3 separate regions of the Sus scrofa genome follow, and all the other regions are linked to region 2. Evidence: chromatin contacts called from public Hi-C data. All regions are on one chromosome and are shown on one strand. The core of a region is the stretch at or near the end of the contact, and the rest is flanking DNA. Distances in the headings are between cores, read along the strand shown.

Evidence for each region. A called contact is a pair of places that touch in the nucleus more often than the background predicts.
Region 1: a contact with region 2 is called in a Hi-C map of skeletal muscle, with 5 times the contacts expected there. The contact joins the promoter of SLC41A1 here to the promoter of NUCKS1 in region 2. A contact is called at or near these places in 5 of 47 Hi-C or Micro-C datasets (embryonic fibroblasts, fetal liver, heart right ventricle and 2 more) and 2 of 2 datasets of contacts at active chromatin or transcription factors (alveolar macrophages and skeletal muscle).
Region 3: a contact with region 2 is called in a Hi-C map of liver, with 1.9 times the contacts expected there. The contact joins the enhancer-like site here to the promoter of NUCKS1 in region 2. A contact is called at or near these places in 1 of 5 promoter capture datasets (liver), 5 of 47 Hi-C or Micro-C datasets (blood, epiblast stem cells, fetal skeletal muscle and 1 more) and 1 of 2 datasets of contacts at active chromatin or transcription factors (alveolar macrophages).

What each region holds. Positions count from the first base shown.
Region 1 is chr9:66,495,575-66,498,340 of Sscrofa11.1, reverse strand. SLC41A1 (solute carrier family 41 member 1) reads left to right here and starts at 1,298. Exons shown (of 10, transcript NM_001243667.1): 1 at 1,298-1,826. The coding sequence starts at 1,452.
Region 2 is chr9:66,434,171-66,436,870 of Sscrofa11.1, reverse strand. NUCKS1 (nuclear casein kinase and cyclin dependent kinase substrate 1) reads left to right here and starts at 1,381. Exons shown (of 7, transcript NM_001244237.1): 1 at 1,381-1,578. The coding sequence starts at 1,562.
Region 3 is chr9:66,392,505-66,395,260 of Sscrofa11.1, reverse strand. No RefSeq gene overlaps it. Among named protein-coding and RNA genes, the nearest start is that of SLC45A3, 28 kb to the right of the region's middle. Within about 2 kb of position 1,285, at least 18 of the 83 cell types and tissues checked have an H3K27ac peak or open chromatin away from gene starts, as enhancers often do. A contact at or near this core is called in alveolar macrophages and liver, where this site is marked.

The DNA.
Region 1 (2,766 bases), core at 49-2,548, 62 kb before region 2:
TCTGGCACTTGGCCTTGGTCTGGCAGGCTTGCCCCATTGCCCAGGGAGTCCTCCCATTTGTTTGTTTTTTACCCCCCCCCAGGGGCTGGGGCTTTGGAGGGTCTGGGGATTGTCACTCAGTAATCACATTCTCCCTGCTTGTTTGCCCTATGTGACTCTCTTGTGACCGTAAATCAGTTGCTACAGTGGGGTGGCTAGGTGGCAGGGAGTTTGTGACCGATTTTGTAACTGACCCCACTGGGACACCACACCATTAATCTTGGGTTCTTAATGGTCCTTTAAGAAGGGCTCTCAGCGTTCCCGTGGCGGCTCAGCGGGTTAAGAACCCGACATAGTGTCCGTGAGGATGTGGGTTCGACTTCACTCAGTGGGTTAAGGACCTGGCTTTTCCCGTGGCTGTGGTGTAGGCTGGGAGCTACAGCTCCAATTTGACCCCTAGCCTGGGTACTTCCGTATGCCACAGGTGCTTCTATAAGATAAAAGAGTGGGGGGAGGTCTCCCCCAGGATATCTTTGCCAGTCCCCCATTGCTGAGAAGGCAATGCCAAGGTCTCTTGTGCTGCATCTTCCAATCCCAGGCTTGACCACATCTCAAGCTGGTGATCCCTGTGGGGCAGTGGGTTGCCTCTTGGGAAGCCTTGTCCAGCGTCCAGATGTCAAAGGGCAGAAACAGATGATTTTAGTGAAAAAAAGGAAAGCAGATTGCAAACTGCCTTGTGGGAGAATTCTCCCAGTAGGAGCTGTCCTCTGCTATATGGTAACATTCTCTTTTTCTCTTGTCTTCTCTCTTCCCATATAAGGTGTTCCATACAGATTCTTGTGACTTTTAAGGACCAGGGATTTGGGAAGGTGCAGGATCTTCCCAGGAAGAAAGAACATTTCTGGGAAAAAGGAGAAAGACGGCAGGTACTGCCTTGGGACCCGCAGAGCCTGAGGAGCTGTGGGAAGCTGACGGAGCCCAGTTGAGAGGCGGGGGAAGGAGCCGAAGCCCAGGGCCGAGGCTGCCTTTTGAAAGATCTGAACTCAAGCTACTTTTCATGAAAGAAGAGCCACCTAAGAGGGCACCCCAGACTTGACTGGCCTCTTCTGCTCTGGATGCCCCCTGCTCTGAGGAGCCTGTGCTAAGAACCAAAGAAGTTAGGAGGCAGGAGGAGTTTCCCCCAAGCACGGCGCCGGCTGGCTGGGTCAGGCATCCGCATCCCTAGTGACCCGGCTGCAGTCTGGGGAGGACTTTCTTGCTTCCCTCCCGTTTGCGGCTTCGGTGCTTGATGGGGCTGTCTGTTGGTGGATCAGATTTTGCAGCGCCTCTTAGGAGCGGGGAGCCGTGGGAAGAGGTCCCGCGGTGGCCAAGCCTGGGATCACCCCAAGACTAAGTTCTTTCCCAAGTTAGAAAGGGAGAGAAAGCAAAAAGAGAAAGAGGAAAGTTCTCCCTTCTCCTCCTCCCTTCCCGTCATGTCCTCGAAGCCGGAGCCGAAGGACACCCACCAGCTGAACGGGACTGGCCCTACGGCCTCACCCTGCTCTTCAGATGGCCCCGGGCGAGAGCCCATGGCCGGGACCTCAGAGTTCCTGGGGCCTGACGGGGCTGGGGTAGAGGTGGTGGTGATTGAGTCTCGGGCCAACGCCAAGGGGGTTCGGGAGGAGGATGCCCTGCTGGAGAACGGGAGCCAGAGCAATGAAAGTGACGATGTCAGCACAGACCGTGGCCCTGCGCCACCCTCCCCGCTCAAGGAGACCTCCTTTTCCATCGGGCTGCAAGTGCTGTTCCCCTTCCTCCTGGCAGGCTTTGGGACTGTGGCTGCCGGCATGGTGCTGGACATCGTGCAGGTAGGACCTGGGTAAGGGCAGCTCTTGACCCTGAGCCCGGAGCTACCTTTTCCTCCTGGGAAACTGTCTCTTCGGCCTTTTCCTCCACCCCCCTGTCAGAAGCCACTGCTGCTTCCTTGAATACAGTTTCCCTTTGGGCCATGGCCTCAATTTCTTCTTCATCTGGTCACTTTCTACAGAAGCTTCGAGGAAGCCCAATAGCCCCGGGGACGTGGTCAGGACAGGATTGCTTAACAGAAGCAGAATGGGTTCCAGAGCTCAGGTTGGGAAGAGGAGAGATGGAACAGGGTCATTGCTAGCCATCCCTCCTGGGCACTGCTGCTGAGCCCCGCTCAATAGGAGGCATTGATATCCGTCTCCTCTTTATGCTTTCTTTTTAAAATTTTATTTATTTATTTAGGGCTGCACCCGCGGCATATGGAAGTTCCTAGGCTAGGGGTCGACTCGGAGCTGCAGCTGCCGGCCTACAGCACAGCCACAGCAACACGGGATCCTTAACCCACTGAGGGAGGCCAGGGATCAAACCCACATCCTCATGGATACGAGTCAGGTTTGTAACGCGCCAAGCCAGCGCCACAAGGAGAACTCCTCTTTATGCTTTCTTTTCCCTTTTCTTCGGGGTTTCAAGGATACCCAGAGTAGAAAGCTGGGTTTCAAGTCTCCCCTTCATCCTCCTGCCGGGCAGGAATTTGTCCAGCTGCCAAGAGGGTCTCAGATTAAGTGGGAAGGTTCTTAAAGGCATTTTGTGTTGCCGTCTGCCTGTAACCTTGGCAGGATCTCCTTGGGGAATGGGGGCGGGCACATGTTGGCTGATACATGATTGGGGCGGGGGTGGGGGGGTGGGCAGGGCATGAAAAGTCATAGAATTGCTAATTATGTGACATATATGGGGACAAAATATAACCAAACCTGGGCAGAACTCCTTGCTACTTACCTGTCC
Region 2 (2,700 bases), core at 132-2,631:
GATTCATTTCCGCTGTGCCACAATGGGAACTCCCCCCATTTTTATTTTTTAATTTAAACTACCACCACCAACTTTCAGCAGAGAAAAGGTGGAGTGACATGGAAGAGGAAATACGACTTGTTTAATGCTTTGCTTGGTGGACTGCCATTCTCTTCCCTTAGGGAAGCCAGATTTTACAAGGGGAAACTTTCAGGCGGTGATAGTGGTGGGTTTGTTTGTTTGTTTATGGAGTGTATCTTCAGTTGGTTATTAACAGACTCCCTGTGACAGGGATTGAAGTCTATTTTACAATGGTGGGGTACACACTGGCCATTCATATAGGGATCCTGAGCTCCACCTCTGAGTTTTATGCATCTAACTAATGTTCACAGATTTAAATCTAATAATCTGAGTTACCCTCAGCTATTTCACTTGTGTCTTGAGCCAGCTGCTCCCCCCCACCATCCAGGGATAAGGGATTGAATTTAACAAATACTTATGTTGCGCTTACTGTGTTCCAGAGACTGTCCTAAAGTTGACTGATTAAAGTCAACTCATTTAATCCTAATAATTCTGTGAGTTAAGTACTATTGTTCCCCATTTTACACATCAGAAAACTGAGGCCCAGAGAAGTAAAGTTATGCAACTATTCAGTGGTGGACCTGAGGTTCAGTCTGAAACACCTTCTGGTCCAGAGCTCATGCTCCTAATCATTTGGTCCCCCAAAATGATGCTCATGACTGGGATTTTAAAGACCTCAAAGTGATCTCTAGGGGCAGAACAGAGAATGGAAATTTGTCGTGAAGTTATTCCTTGATTATGAGCCTGCCTCTCTGGTCTAGCAGCGGTTGGGGTCTTGAGGGCTAATGTTGAAGCACGGAGAAGGGGTTTGTGGATTTAAGGTCAAAATTTTTGAACCTATGGAATTTCCCTCCAATTCAGAAGCAGTACCTTCCTGACGAATCAGCTGCTTATCCCACAGATTTTGCTATTAGTGGAGTTTCTAGATGATCAAGCCAGGTGAAATGATACATCATTAAACTAACACTAAAAGACACTGAATCTTTCGTAAATCTTTTTTCCTAGTCGTCCCAAGATGCGACCCAAGACGAATCTGCAACGCAGGAGTGGAAACCAGGGGGCGGGCCGAGCAGCGACCATTTTTGTTTTGCGGCCTTGCGCTCTCAGAGCATCTTGACTAACAGGATCTCACGGAGGGGGCGGGGCCTGAGATACGTGATGATTCAAACGGACTAATGAGCTCGGCGCATCTGGCAGAGGCCACCAATGACCGGTCCTGTTGGGGCGGAGCCCACAGGCCCTAGTGGGTTTGGCTGTACCGCGGCTTTGGCGCATTTTCGGCTGGTTTGATTCATCCATTTTGAAGAGACGGGGGAGCGGGGGGCTCGTCAGATTAAGGGGCCCTGAACCTAGGAGCGGCGGAGTTTGAGAAGCCAGCAGCTCGGGGTTCGGCGGCAGCGGCCCTATCGGCCGAAGTTGGGGGGGGTGGGGCGCCGAGCGCGCGGGGTGGGGGGGGTCCTGGTCTTTGGCTTCTCGACTCGGTCCTGTTTCGACAGCGAACATGTCTCGGCCTGTCAGGTCAGTGCGGAGTCCGAGGCCTGGAACGGGTTGGAGGGGGTTGGGGTGAGTGGTAAAGGAGTGGGGGACAGAAGCCTAGAGTCGGCCTTCTCTTGTGCCACGCGCGGCCTCCTCCCTTTCGGGGCCCGCGCGCGCCCTTGAGCGTGGGGGGCCTTGCTGGCGCGCGGGTCTGCGTGGGGGTGGCGGCCGCGCGCTTCTGCGCGCGCTTCTCCCCGCCCCGCGCTGCTGCAGGGCTCGGGGCTGCTCTGCTGCCTCCCCCACTCGCCGCACTGGAGCGGGCGGGGTGTTCCCTGAACCGCCAGCGGCCGGAGGGGGAGGGGTGTGAAGTCAGTGCCCCCACCCAGGCCCCACCTCCTCCGGGCCGGCCCCTTGGAGCCGGCGGGGGTGGGGGACTAGCGGACTCAGTCTCGGCCCCCACCCCCATAATTGAGGGGGGTGGCGGAAGACTGCCCTCTATCTCCAGTGGTTTACCCCCTTCCCCCCTCGGCTTGCGTGGGGCGGGGGGAACTCAGCCCTCTTTCTCCAGCGGAGGGGGGGGTTGTTCCATCCAAAGGGGGAGGGGCGACCCTGCTGCCGGGCCCCGCCTCCGTCCTCCAGGGTCGCAGCAGGGCCCCGCCTCCCGGATCGGGCCGAGCGTGGGCGGGACCCGTTCTTTTCCCCTCCAGCCAAAGTGAGAGTTCCGGACTAGGCCCTGGAAAATGACTGCAGCCTCTCGCCCAAGTCGGAGTTTTGAGTGGGTTAACTCCCTTCCCCCACACCCCGAGTTCGCTTTTCTCTCCGGCTAGGAATGTCCTTCCTCGGGGAAATGTCCCCTACTCAGGGAGGTGCGGGTTAACTGCTCGACCCAAATCCCGGGTGGTTCTCCTTCCCGCTACCTCTTTCTCTCCTCTTAGCAGTCTACACGTCTCGGATGTTTTTGTAACCTAATCTTTATCCCGGATAACTTTAATGATAAAGGGGCTAGATTTCGGTTAATCGTTAGACTTTATTCTGAGAATTTCAACAAGTTTGTTGTTCCCCCAGCGGACGGTGGAATCGCCCTTTGCCGTCTACTCCTGGCTGTTGTATGGAATGTGCCATTTATGGAGGGGTGTGGCTTAGTCCAATCTGTTGAGGCCTGTT
Region 3 (2,756 bases), core at 36-2,535, 42 kb after region 2:
TTCCACCTTGGGTAGGCACAAGATATGTAGTCTTGGAGCTCCCGTCGTGGCTCAGCAATTAATGAACCCAACTAACATCCATGAAGACGCAGGTTCCATCCCTGGCCTCACTCAGTGGATAAGGATCTGGCGTTGCTGTGAGCTGTGGTGTAGGTTGGAGACACGGCTCAGATCCCATGTGGCTGTGGCTGTGGCGTAGGCTGGCCTCTACAGCTCCGATTAGACCCCTAGCCTGGGAACCTCCATACGTCTCGGGTGCGGCCCCCCCAAAAATTTAAAAATATATATATGTATTCAGGGCTTTCCTGACTATACGAGATTAGGGTTGATGGGTTAGGTAAGGTTCTGAAGGAGGTAGAGAGTCACTGGAACAAGAAAAATGATGGCCAAAGTTTTAGGATAACTACCAGTTTGGTAGCTCTACATGATTGGTTATATGGTAAAAATTGATTTTCATCGATGACCTCAAGCTGTATAGTGATATAATTAATAAAACGCAGATTGTGGGAATTCCCTGGTGGCCTAGCAGTTAAGGATCTGTTGTCACTGTTGTGGCTCAGGTTCCATTCCTGGCCTGGGCGCTGCCAAAAAAAACCCCCAAATCATTAGATTGTGAAACACTTGTCTTCACGCGGAAGGTGCCTACAGACAGTAACATACACTGGATCCTCACTTGGTGACTATAAATTCGTTCTCTAATTCAACCCAAAGGAATAAGTTGCTGATCATTTAAAAAACATGGTTTCACATCTACGGTGGCAAGAAGAATGACGTTGCACAGCTCTTTTCTGAGACACTAGATGTCTTAAGAAGTTATGGAGGACTTGACATTCTGTTTCGATCTTGGAACATAATCTAGGGCTTTCAGTAATCTCACTGCATATCTAATGCTTGCCACAGCTCAGTTACAGACTCCAAGCTCCCCTGTTTGGTCTTTTCCTCGCCTCTGACCTAATTTACCACCCTCTCGCTTCTCCTTTTCTTACTTTTGTGAATGAACAGTTTCTAGGGGGTTCGTGGTTTTTGAGGCAAATATATTGTTAATACAGGTAGCCCTAGAAGTGGTTGGGGAGCCAACCGTCCTGTAGAGACTCACACATTTGGCTCAAATACAAGATAAATAGCCTTTCCTGGTAAGCCTGGAACAATGCAGAGCTTAGATTCCAAAGCTCCATTGTAGGGAACTGCAGCTGCGACTTCAGGTATACAGGATACAGGCGGCGCCTGGTCGAAGAGAGTGGCTATTGCCCTAGACCTTGCACAATAGGCTAATCTTGGGCCATCGCAAATCAGGTCACTCCTCCTCTCATCCTGCTTTCCCTCATTCTCTTCCCACGCCCTCAAGTGAAGCAATAAGACCTCATGTTTGGCGCATGGGCATTCACTCTTCTTCAGAGTCAACCTAGAAGCAGATGCCCGCACTGGGAGATCCAAGCCTAAGCGGGGACACCCACAGGACGCCCAACCGTGGAAATGGGAGGTCCTAGAACATCTGTTGCTTCTAGAGTTCACCTCTCATTTAGCCAGCAATGTTTATCGACAATGAAAATTACAGGGACTCTACTGCAAACCCCCAGTTGGAACTGTGAGGAAGATTTTGGTCTTCCTCCTCCTTGGGAAAAAATCAGTCTTCAGATATAGTCTGGCTCTGAGAATATTTGCAGTTTTGTGTTATTGTTATGGTTTAAGGAACCAAAGAATGAAATATTTAAAACTGGATTATTCCAGGAAATGCATGTGATTTGTATAAAAAGTGCAACAGATGTTAAGCAACAGAGTTGAGAACAGCACGTAACACCCACTAAAGCATGAGTTTTTTTCTTGAAGCCCACAGTTGTCTTTCCTCATCTTGTGACCTGTTCTAAGAGAAGCTTTGTGGCTGGTTGGGTTGAAGCACATAGCAGCTTTCGGGGTGATCTTGGGCTGGCCACTAACCCACTGGCCCCCCATCTCTCCCCACCCCATGCCTGACCTCCTTTTTATCTTTTTAAAAATCTCTTTAAAATCTTTTTTTTTTTTTTTTTGGTAATTTTAAAAATGTTTTATTTTCTAGGGAGTTCCCATCATGGCTCAGCAGAAACAAATCTGACTAGCATCCATGAGGACATGGGTTCAATCCCTGGCCTCGCTCAATGCGTCAAGGGTCCATTGTTGCAGTGAGATGTGGTATAGCTCAAAGACAAGCCTCAGATCTAGCGTTGCTGTGGCTGTTGTGTAGGCTGGCAGCTATAGCTCCGATTCGACCCCTAGCGTGGGAACTTCCATACGCTTTTGGTACAGCCCTAAAAAGCAAACAACAACAACAAACCCAAAACCAAACCAAAACAAAAGTTTTATTTTCTGAAGTACACACACAGACATACAGAGTGGTATGTAGGTAGGCGATCCTCCAAGCAAAGGAACACTGATACATAGATGAATTGAGCAAAGGTGATCATAGGTTTCCATATGATTTTGTTATATTTATTTAGTTACCTTTTTAGGTTCACACAAACCATTTCATCACAATCTTTGTTAATGCTTATTTCTCCCTTTTTTTCTAGGTTCTTCATTTAAGGGACTAGATATGTTTAACTTATTAAAAATTATTATAGGAGTTCCTGTCATGGCACAGTGGAAACAAATCCGACTAGGAACCATGAGATTGCGGGTTCCATCCCTGGCCTCGCTCAGTGGGTTGAGGATCCAGTGTTGCGGTGAGCTGTGGTGTATGTAGGTCGCAGATGCGGCTCAAATCTGGTGTTGCTGTGGCTGTG